Linked DNA regions of Mus musculus: all the other regions are linked to region 1. Evidence: chromatin contacts called from public HiChIP or PLAC-seq data. All regions are on one chromosome and are shown on one strand. Each heading gives the region's core, a stretch centred on a gene start, on an enhancer-like site or on the middle of the called end of the contact. The rest is flanking DNA. Distances are from core to core; before and after follow the strand shown. Region 1 holds the start of Arhgef16 (Rho guanine nucleotide exchange factor (GEF) 16). Region 2 holds the start of Plch2 (phospholipase C, eta 2). Region 3 holds the start of Ttc34 (tetratricopeptide repeat domain 34).

Region 1 (2,928 bases), core at 270-2,769:
CTCAGAAATCCACCTGCCTCTGCCTCCCGAGTGCTGGGATTAAAGGCATGCGCCACCACGCCCGGCTCCAGAATAACTCTTAACACTAACAAGTTTCTTGCTACTGGGCTGGAGAGATGGCTCAACAGAAAAGAGCTCCAACTGCTCTTGCAGACGCCCTGGGTTCAAGTCCCAGCACCCACATGCTAGCTCATAACTATCTGTAACTCCTCATAACCCCTGGGGAATCCAATGACCTCTTAAGACTTCCATGGGCACCAGGCATGACATGCCTGTGGCGCACATACATACATACATACACACAGGCACAACACTTAAATACATACAATAAATATATCTTAAAAAACAAACCAACTAACCAGAGATTTCTAGCTTTAGGTGTTTGGAGAAGGGTGGCAGGGAGCCTCTACCTAGCTCTCGACACCCTGTTCTCTGGCTGAGTCTTTACTTTTTCAAAGCCCTGAGACCCTTCCCTCTCTCAGGCCGTGCTGTGAGCGCATGGTCCGAGGCTTCTCTCTGGACCATGGGCAGAAAGAAGGGTCTGTCCCCAGAAGGGAACACAGCAGAGGTGCATTCAATCAATGAACTCTGATGGATAAACAGAGGCCCAGAGGCTCAAGGCCCGGAGGCTGGAGCAGCTTGCCTGAATCCACAAACAGCAACTTTCAAGCTTGGTGCCCACACACCTGGGTAGGGAGCCATTGCTATCAGGGCATACTGGCATGCAGTCACGAATGGCTCCACACAGTACCTGGGACCCTGCAGCTGGTCACTCAAGTGACAAACACACCCAAGCATCTACTTAGGAGCTACCAAATCCTGTCTGGGCTCCAGGCATGATGTGGAGGCCGCTAAAATCTCATCTTGGTGGCTACCAACTCAGATCTCGGCCCCTGGGACCAGGCCCATGCCCAAATTCATCTTTCTCGCTCAACCTCAAAATAGATCTCTGCTCCTTATTTACAGATATGGGAACCAAGGTAGTGGGTTGGGGACAGGTGCTCACCACCGTCCAGTCTATAAGTGCCGCCCTCTGCTTTCTGGGACAGCCCTCTCCCTCTGGAAGGCACTGCGGAGCCTGGCTAGAGGACTAGACACCAAAGCCACCAAGGTGGGATAAGGGCACGAGGGGGTCAGGCCACTCAGCCTATCTAAACAGATCGTCTTTCTAGCTCCCGGAAGAGTCACTTCCACGCCCCCCCCTCCCGGGACTTCCCAGGAGTCTCTGCGTTCAAGTGTCTAACCAGGTCCACTGCAAAGTGTCCCTTGGACTGTGGCTCAGGGCAGCTAGGCTCCAGATCCCCGGCTTTCAGCCCAAGAGAGAGGGCGGGGCGCGATGAAGTCGCCGAGGTACAGGAGGGGCGGGAGCGGAGAGGGGAATGGAGCAGAGGTGCTCCGGGCGCCCCAGGTGGTCTTCCCCTTGGCTGACTCTCCAGTCCCCAGACTCACCTGTGCGCGCAACCGAGGGTCGGCCGGGAGGGTGTAGCCTGCAGTGCCGCTGGGTCCCCGCGTCCCGGGGCCGGCCGGTCCCGCCCTCTCTACTTCCTGCGCGGTGGGCGGTCGGGCGAGCGGTCGGGCGGAGCCGGGGCCAGGTGGGCTCCGCCAGCGGCTGCGCGGCCGGAGGGCGGGACGCGCCCTGGGCACCTGCTGCACCACCACCGCCTCACCTGGCCGCGCCGGCTGCGTCACCGCTCTACCTGGGTCCGCCTGCGTTCACGTGACCCGTCTGGTGGTTCGGGCGGGAGTCCGCCCTCGGGTACTGTCTACCCTCCCTCCCGCTCCTACGCCCGCTTCCTTCTGTGCCTCACTCCCAGGTCCGCCGCCTCCTCCAGGAAGCCTTCGGAGAAATCCCGGGCCTGCGGGAACCTGTTTGTTGAAAGAAAGCCCCGCCCTCTGCATTCTTTGCAGCTGGCTGCTTCATGGCAGCCCTGGCCAGGATCTCCCAGAACACCTTTCATGGTTTAACCTATCCACCACAACCTCATTTTACTGAGAACTCTGAAGGCTGGAAATTCTGCTAGCCACACAGATCTGGCCGCGAGTCTCCAGATCTCAGGAAAACAGCTACCAAGTCTATGTAGTGTCCTCAAGAATGAGGAGGTAATAACGACCCCCATGTTTAGGGGGTCAGGCTCCTCATGTGGAAAAGGATGGGGTCTGCACCATTGCCCTCCGAAGTGCTAATCAAACCTGAGATCCCAAGGGTGGCTCTGATCAAGGTGAGAAGAGGAGGGTAGGCAAGAGGCATAGTGAGTGTAAGAGCCAAGAAACGAGGGAACACGTCCAGGAGGGTAGCCTGAGGCGGAGGCACAGAGAACACAGAGCAGGGTGGATTGGAGGCGGAGGCTGGAAGTGCCCAGTTCCCATTGGAGAGTGGGGTCCTCTTAAAGGCAGGGGGGTCAGGACTGGGCTGACACGGCCCTGACCATCCTGACTCTGCCAGGTATGTTTAGTCCAGACTCACCTTCCCCAGGCTGTCCCAGGTTCCTGGGAGCTGGGGTTACAGGCAGACACCATTACAGCTATTTTTTTCTTTTTCTTTTTTTTTTTGATGATGCAACATTGTATTCAGATGGTTTGTTATCCCCAAGACCCCTCAGGGCATGGCCATCAGAGCAGAACCTCAACCACTCTGGGACAAGAAGAGAGACCGTATCTGTTAAAACAGCCACCTCTCGGGCTGATGAAATGGCTCAGCAGTTAAGAGCGCCGACTGTTCTTCCAAAGGTCCTGAGTTCAAATCCCAGCAACCACATGGTGGCTCACAACCAACCGTAACAAAATCTGATGCTCTCTTCTGGAGTGTCTGAAGACAGCTACAGTGTACTTACATATAATAAATAAATAAGTAAATATTAAAATAAAAACAGCTGCCTCTCACTGTGGCTTGCTCTGCCTGGCTCACTAGGCTGTGCGTGACAGGGACAT
Region 2 (2,928 bases), core at 274-2,773, 710 kb after region 1:
TGCACCAAACCTGGCAGCTAGCCTGTGCCATGGGCCACTCCTGACAGCCTACTGACCCTTCTGTGGCATCACCAGGAACATCACCTGTCTCATGAGCAGCCAAGTCAGCGAGAAACCCTATAGAAAGGCACAGAGCTGGGAGGCTGAGGTGCTGGGTTCAAGTCCATAGCTTATTCCTCTCCCCTTGAGCCACCTGCCACCTCCTTTGTCAACTTCTGTCCCAGGGGAAGGACTTCAGGCCAGACCCAAGCCTATCTATGCCTAGGAAACCCAGGAGCCAGGGGGACAAATCTCCTGAGTGCCAGCAATGAAACATCAGCAGACAGGAGGTGCAGAAAACCACAGTGGTGCCAGGTCAGATGGCTTTCTGGAGGAAGCTCTTACTGGCCATAAGCAGAGGGGAACTGTAGGCATGGGGTGGAAAGTCAAGGTAGATAGGGCTCTCTAGGGGACACAGCCAGTGGGGACACAAGCGTGGTTGCTTAGTGCATTTGAGGTAGCGTTTGGGGACAGAGACTACTCTAGAACCCTGATGTGGTTCTAGAGTTAAGCCACTGAATGTGCACCTTCTGCTGCTGGAGCAAGGAGCAGCAAGTGAACCAGGCATCCCTGACCAGGGCCTCCGCCACTCCACACACTGAACCCTTCTACTGGCCACCCAACAGCCCTTTCCTTCTGTCCAGTGCTTCACAGTACAGGGCCTCCCTGACACCATCTAGAGACCATTGTGTCTACACCTGCATGCCTCCATAGCTACACTGAAGGTATTGTTGCCCCACAAAATTCCAAGGACCCCCCTCAGAAAGAGCTCTGAAGCCACATGAGCCACCCCCATACCCCCAGCACATTCAACCAGGGCTTTCTGGCTCCAGTTCTGCCTTGCCTTCTTCCCACTTGGAGTTCACCCTCCAAGCTCTGCTAAGGAGGTGGACAGGATTTCTGGCTGGGGGCAAAGAGGCAATGTTTCTGGGCCTGGAGATCCCAGAGGAAGAAGCAAAGGAATTGGGATGTTGGTGTGGCGAAGGAAGGATCCCAGGCCCCAGAGGCAGCCCTAACTTCCATAGGAAGCTATGCATCCTGTGGCCCCATAGGGCTTGGCCAGTCCCTAGGAGGGACTTGGTTTTTGCCCTTTCTTACCTACAAGGCTGAGCTGCCATCTTGGTGACACTACCACGCTCCCTCCAACCCAGAGGAGTACCTCTGCCAGGCAAGCCACGGCTCCTGTGGTCTGGCTGGCAGCAGACGGCTGGGGACCAGGCATATCCAAGCCGTAGTCCCCCAAGCCAAAAGGGACCCTCAGCGACAGGCCAAGCTGAGGTGTCAGCTGGCACAGGGGCTCCTCAGGGATCCCCTTCTCTCCTCTACCTCTTCGTCTTCCTCCTTGGAGCCCACTGAAGCCCCGCAAGGGCTGTTCCCAGGTCCCACTGGCATTGACCCAACTGCTGCCTGCGGCCCTGGATGGTCCCCAGGCCAGTCCGCCCATCCTCTAGAACCTCCAGGCCTATTTGAAGAAGATGAATGCCAGGGGTGGGGGAGCTGCCAAGCCTCACCCTGCCATCCTTGGCCAATCCGCCCAGTAATCCTGCTGGATTCAGCCCAGCTGGACAAAGGATTTAGGCCAGGGGAGGGCCCAGCTGCCAGCTCAGAGCAGGCTGCTTCATGAGCCACCAGACTCATGTTTGAGGCTGAGGCAAGGTAACAGGTTAGGCATGGGACCCTCCTGGGACATAAAACAGTGCTTACAAGACCAGGAGTGAGGGCCTCTGTGAGGACACTGCCCCCCAGGAGAGTCTGTCTGTCCACAGGTGTGGTCCTACATGAGGCTGTCTTCCTAACCCTGCCCATCCAGAGCTGGTATCTGTGTCTTTGTTTTGAGCTCTCACTTCCTGCTACTTGAAATCCTTGTACGTATAAGGACTTCCAACTTGATCCCCACTGTGTGGTAGTGAGCTGGTCCACAGATGGGACAAAAAAAGCAGACGCATGCTGTCCCAAACCCCAGGGCCAAGAACCCAGTCCCCTTTGGCTGGAGGCCAGAGCTAAGCCAGCGCAGGGCCAGCTAAGGCTAGGCAAGACAGGACAGACCTTTCTACTTTGACATCCAGTATGGGAAGGAGAATGTAGGTTCCCTGAGCCTTGTGCAGATTCCACTCCAAATCCCAGCCCTTCCCCACCCCCCAGCTGCCTTCTTCCCATGCCCAACAGAACCAAAGCTGTGGGGATATCCCACTACCCAGGGCACATTATCACTGTACTCTGCACCCAAGGCTGGACATATCCGGGTATCCAGATCTCTCATGACAGTCTCCTGACCCAGAGAGGACCCTGATCATCTGCCAGGACACCGGCCACCACTCCACACCAGCCTATGGGGCCACTGAGCATCTAAGACGTGCTCATCACTGCATTCAACTTTGCATGGTTTACTCAGGGCAAGCAGAGACAGGAGAGATGGTTAAGAAAGGGAGGTGGGGTTTCATCTCAGCTTCACCGCCTCTGGATCACGGCACCCCAGCTTCCTCCCTAACCAGGCTTCTGTTTCTGGCAAGGGACAGCTCATCCTGGGAGTCCTTGCCGGGGGAGGGGGGACTCCACATCCAATAGCCACATCACCCTGCTTCACAAAGTAGCCTGGGTACCCCTGTCCAGCCCACCCTCTTGACCCTGGCCTGCCTGTTCATGTGTCCTGGACAACAGGAAGCTCAGCCAGAAGGAATCAGGACCCACTGGGCCAGATCCAATATAATCAACTCACAGCCAAACCCAGGACCCAATTAGGAGCCTTGGCCAGAGGCCTTGCTGGCTGGAGGTGGACAGGCAGCCTGCCCTCTCTGCCACAAATTAGCATAAGGAACCATTTACCACCAGGACAGGAAGTAGCACAGCCCTGGCGCTCCCCAGGGAGACAGGCCACAGGAGATCCTGACC
Region 3 (2,928 bases), core at 269-2,768, 540 kb after region 1:
TCAGATGGTCAGAACTATTCTCATGGGTTGTTTAAGGGATGTCACTATGGAGCAGGGCTGACTCCTGCTCAGACATCCTAGATCCCCAACAAAGCAGGGTGTCTAGGGTAACTCATGGGTCCTATGTAGTGAACAGGGCTGAAATTCTGGTCACCACTAACTAGATTCGAGTCAGTCACAGCAGAAATCCTTTGGACCAGAGAGACTAAAGCCTTGCGATTGGTTCCCATGTCCGGATTCTGAAACTTGGACTCCCTACTCAACTCCAGCAGTCTGGATTTGTTTACCACAGTATCAGAGGTGTAAACACAATATAGAAGACACAGCGTGGACAGGTGGGTTCCAGCACCCAGGCATGCTGCTCTCAAATGGGAGTTACAGTCACAGCCCAATCCTAACCAGGAGATGGGCCATCTGGCCAGTGCCTGCATCCCCTCAGGCTCCATACACCCAGGCAGGGCACAGGGGACATATCAGGGCTAATGTAATTGCCATAGTCAGTGCCCCTCTGTGCCCCAGGCCCTTCCAACAGCCCCACAGGACAGCCCACTCCATTACAGAGCTCGCCTAATTAGGGTAATTAAAATGAAAGTAATCAAAGTAACATAATAGGAAATTTCTTAATAAGCCCTCACCACTGCCGACTGCAAGTTTTGTGCCTTTGTGAATGTCAAGGAGCTGAAGCGAAGGTGGGCTGTACAGGAAATCGAGCCTTGCTGGCTGCACCCACCTTGCTCCCTCAGACCCAGGCTCTCTATATCACAGCTCCATAGAGGGGTGTGTGCAGACTGTATCCCTGGAAGCTATCCCACCCACCCCCAGCAGCCTTGTATCCAGTCCCCAGGGCCCCCAGAGGAGCCAGTGCTCACCCATACCTGTACACTTTGGTGAGGCGAGTTGGGAGGGGCCGCCCAAAGCAGACCCCTCTGCAGTCATATGAAGCTGATTACCCAGCATGCCCTGTAGGGCAGCTGACAAAGCATGGACTGATTCTCAGGCCACAGCCTCTACTTCCTCCTTCTAAAACTGAACCGTATGCCCCCTCCTCAGTCTAGACCTAGCCATCCTCATCAAAGGGCTGGTAGAGCCAGGGCAACCCAGGAAACAGGCTGTGAGCACAGAACTAGATCCTAGCCTACTTGCCCAGTGGGGCCAAGGACTTGGGGCAAATTAGAAGACCATAGGACCCGCAGCGTGGACAGGGGCTGCAGGAAGGGGAGCGAGACCAGGCGTGGTATGGGGTGAAGAATCATCACCCTGTCCAAGGTTGAGTTCTGGGACTCAGAGACAAAGACTGAAACTGTGGGGCAGGGGCTAGCACAAAGCATGGGACAGTTCACCCAAAACCCAGGCACTGTACACTCCTGAGCCTCCCTCCTCCGAGACTTAGATTCTCTCCTCCAAGGCTGCCCCATGAAGCCCAGCGAAACCTTGCCTCCTTCCCTTGCCCTCCCCACTGCCTGAGCAGGTCTGGCCACTAGAGGGCATAGCTGAGCAGCCAGGCAGCTTTGGGATGTTGACACTCTCCCTGGAAACTGGCCTTGCCTGTTCTGTGTCTACTGTGTTGGGCCTGTGTCTCTAAAGGCCCAGAGCCCCTGGGGATGACCAGCAGCTTCACCCACCACCCCCAACCTGGGGCCTAATAAGGAATTTGAGTCATCAGAACCTTCCCATGTCCAGAGCCTTCCCATGTCCAGACCTGGCTGGTTCGGCTTGTGAGTGTGAGCAGGGTATTGCATGTGTATATGTGTCTGTCACGGAGGACTTGTTGGGGCCAAGAGTAGTTAACCTGGGGTCAGATGGCAGGGTTAGAAGACAGACTTGTTCTAGAGTCTTTCTCTGAGCTGATTATGGGTTGTTTGTGCTCCCCACCATGGGTTGTCTGGTAGTGCTCTCCAGTGTGGGTGGTCTGGTAGTGCTCCCCACCATAGGTTATCTGGTAGTGCTCCCCACCATGGGTTGTCTGGTTGTGCTCCCCAACATGGGTTGTCTGGCAGTGCTCTCCAGTGTGGGTTGTCTGGTAGTGCTCCCCACCATGGGTTGTCTGGTTGTGCTCCCCACCATGGGTTGTCTGGTAGTGCTCCCCACCATGGGTTGTCTGGTAGTGCTCCCCACCATGGGTTGTCTGGTAGTGCTCTCCAGTGTGGGTTGTCTGGTAGTGCTCTCCAGTGTGGGTTGTCTGGTAGTGCTCCCCACCATGGGTTGTCTGGTAGTGCTCCCCACCATGGGTTGTCTGGTAGTGCTCTCCACCATGGGTTGTCTGGTAGTGCTCCCCATCATGGGTTGTCTGGTAGTGCTCTCCAGTGTGGGTGGTCTGGTTGTGCTCCCCACCATGGGTTGTCTGGTAGTGCTCCCCACCATGGGTTGTCTGGTAGTGCTCCCCACCATAGGTTGTCTGGTAGTGCTCTCCACCCTGCTCCAGACCTGGCAGGCACTTCTTGACCTTAACCCTCAGCCTGCATCACCCAGGCATGAGCAGGTGGGGGTGTAGTGCTGGGTTGGAGTTCTGAGACACTTTTTTCCTGGAGGTAGATGGAGCCAGGTGTTCTAGAGCCTGCCCTGACCCCTGATCTCTTAAGCATTCAGTTCTCCCCCCACCCCCCAACTTGAACACCAAAACCCTCTTAGGCTGACCTGAGTAGGCGGGGTCCCATCCCACTCGACAGGGAAGGAAACCAAGGCTCAAGAGAAAAGTAACTTGAAACCCAACAGGTTCTAGCAGAGCCCACGCCCAGCTATGGAGACTGCCTGCTGAGAGAGTGCCACTAATATCTCTTCAGTGGCCAGGTCTCAGGTTCCACACAGCAGGGTCTGCACAGATTCTGAGGACTCCGGGGCCATGCTCAAGCTGAACGTGACAACTCAGACACTAACTTCAATTCCCTTCCTGCAGGTACCCAGGAAGACCGAACATGAGCCAGTGGGGAC

Evidence for each region. HiChIP or PLAC-seq counts read pairs in DNA pulled down with a chosen protein or histone mark.
Region 2: a contact with region 1 is called in an RNA polymerase II HiChIP or PLAC-seq map of embryonic stem cells, with 6 read pairs. The contact joins the promoter of Plch2 here to the promoter of Arhgef16 in region 1. A contact is called at or near these places in 2 of 115 datasets of contacts at active chromatin or transcription factors (both in embryonic stem cells).
Region 3: a contact with region 1 is called in an H3K27ac HiChIP or PLAC-seq map of embryonic stem cells, with 6 times the contacts expected there. The contact joins the promoter of Ttc34 here to the promoter of Arhgef16 in region 1. A contact is called at or near these places in 5 of 39 promoter capture datasets (cranial neural crest, embryonic stem cells, frontonasal cranial neural crest and 2 more), 1 of 15 datasets of contacts at CTCF or cohesin (embryonic stem cells), 1 of 484 Hi-C or Micro-C datasets (embryonic stem cells), 13 of 115 datasets of contacts at active chromatin or transcription factors (craniofacial prominence, embryonic basal ganglia, embryonic forebrain and 9 more) and 2 of 9 other capture datasets (adipose tissue and embryonic stem cells).

The regions. Positions count from the first base shown.
Region 1 is chr4:154,298,376-154,301,303 of GRCm38.p6, forward strand. Arhgef16 (Rho guanine nucleotide exchange factor (GEF) 16) reads right to left here and starts at 1,520. Exons shown (of 15, transcript NM_001112744.1): 1 at 1,450-1,520. It overlaps Gm52687 (predicted gene, 52687), which reads left to right and starts at 1,269. Exons shown (of 3, transcript NR_168682.1): 1 at 1,269-1,350; 2 at 1,815-2,100; 3 at 2,592-2,880.
Region 2 is chr4:155,009,502-155,012,429 of GRCm38.p6, forward strand. Plch2 (phospholipase C, eta 2) reads right to left here and starts at 1,524. Exons shown (of 22, transcript NM_001113360.3): 1 at 1,138-1,524. The coding sequence starts at 1,483.
Region 3 is chr4:154,835,898-154,838,825 of GRCm38.p6, forward strand. It overlaps Ttc34 (tetratricopeptide repeat domain 34), which reads left to right and starts at 1,519. Exons shown (of 9, transcript NM_172878.4): 1 at 1,519-1,715; 2 at 2,894-2,928.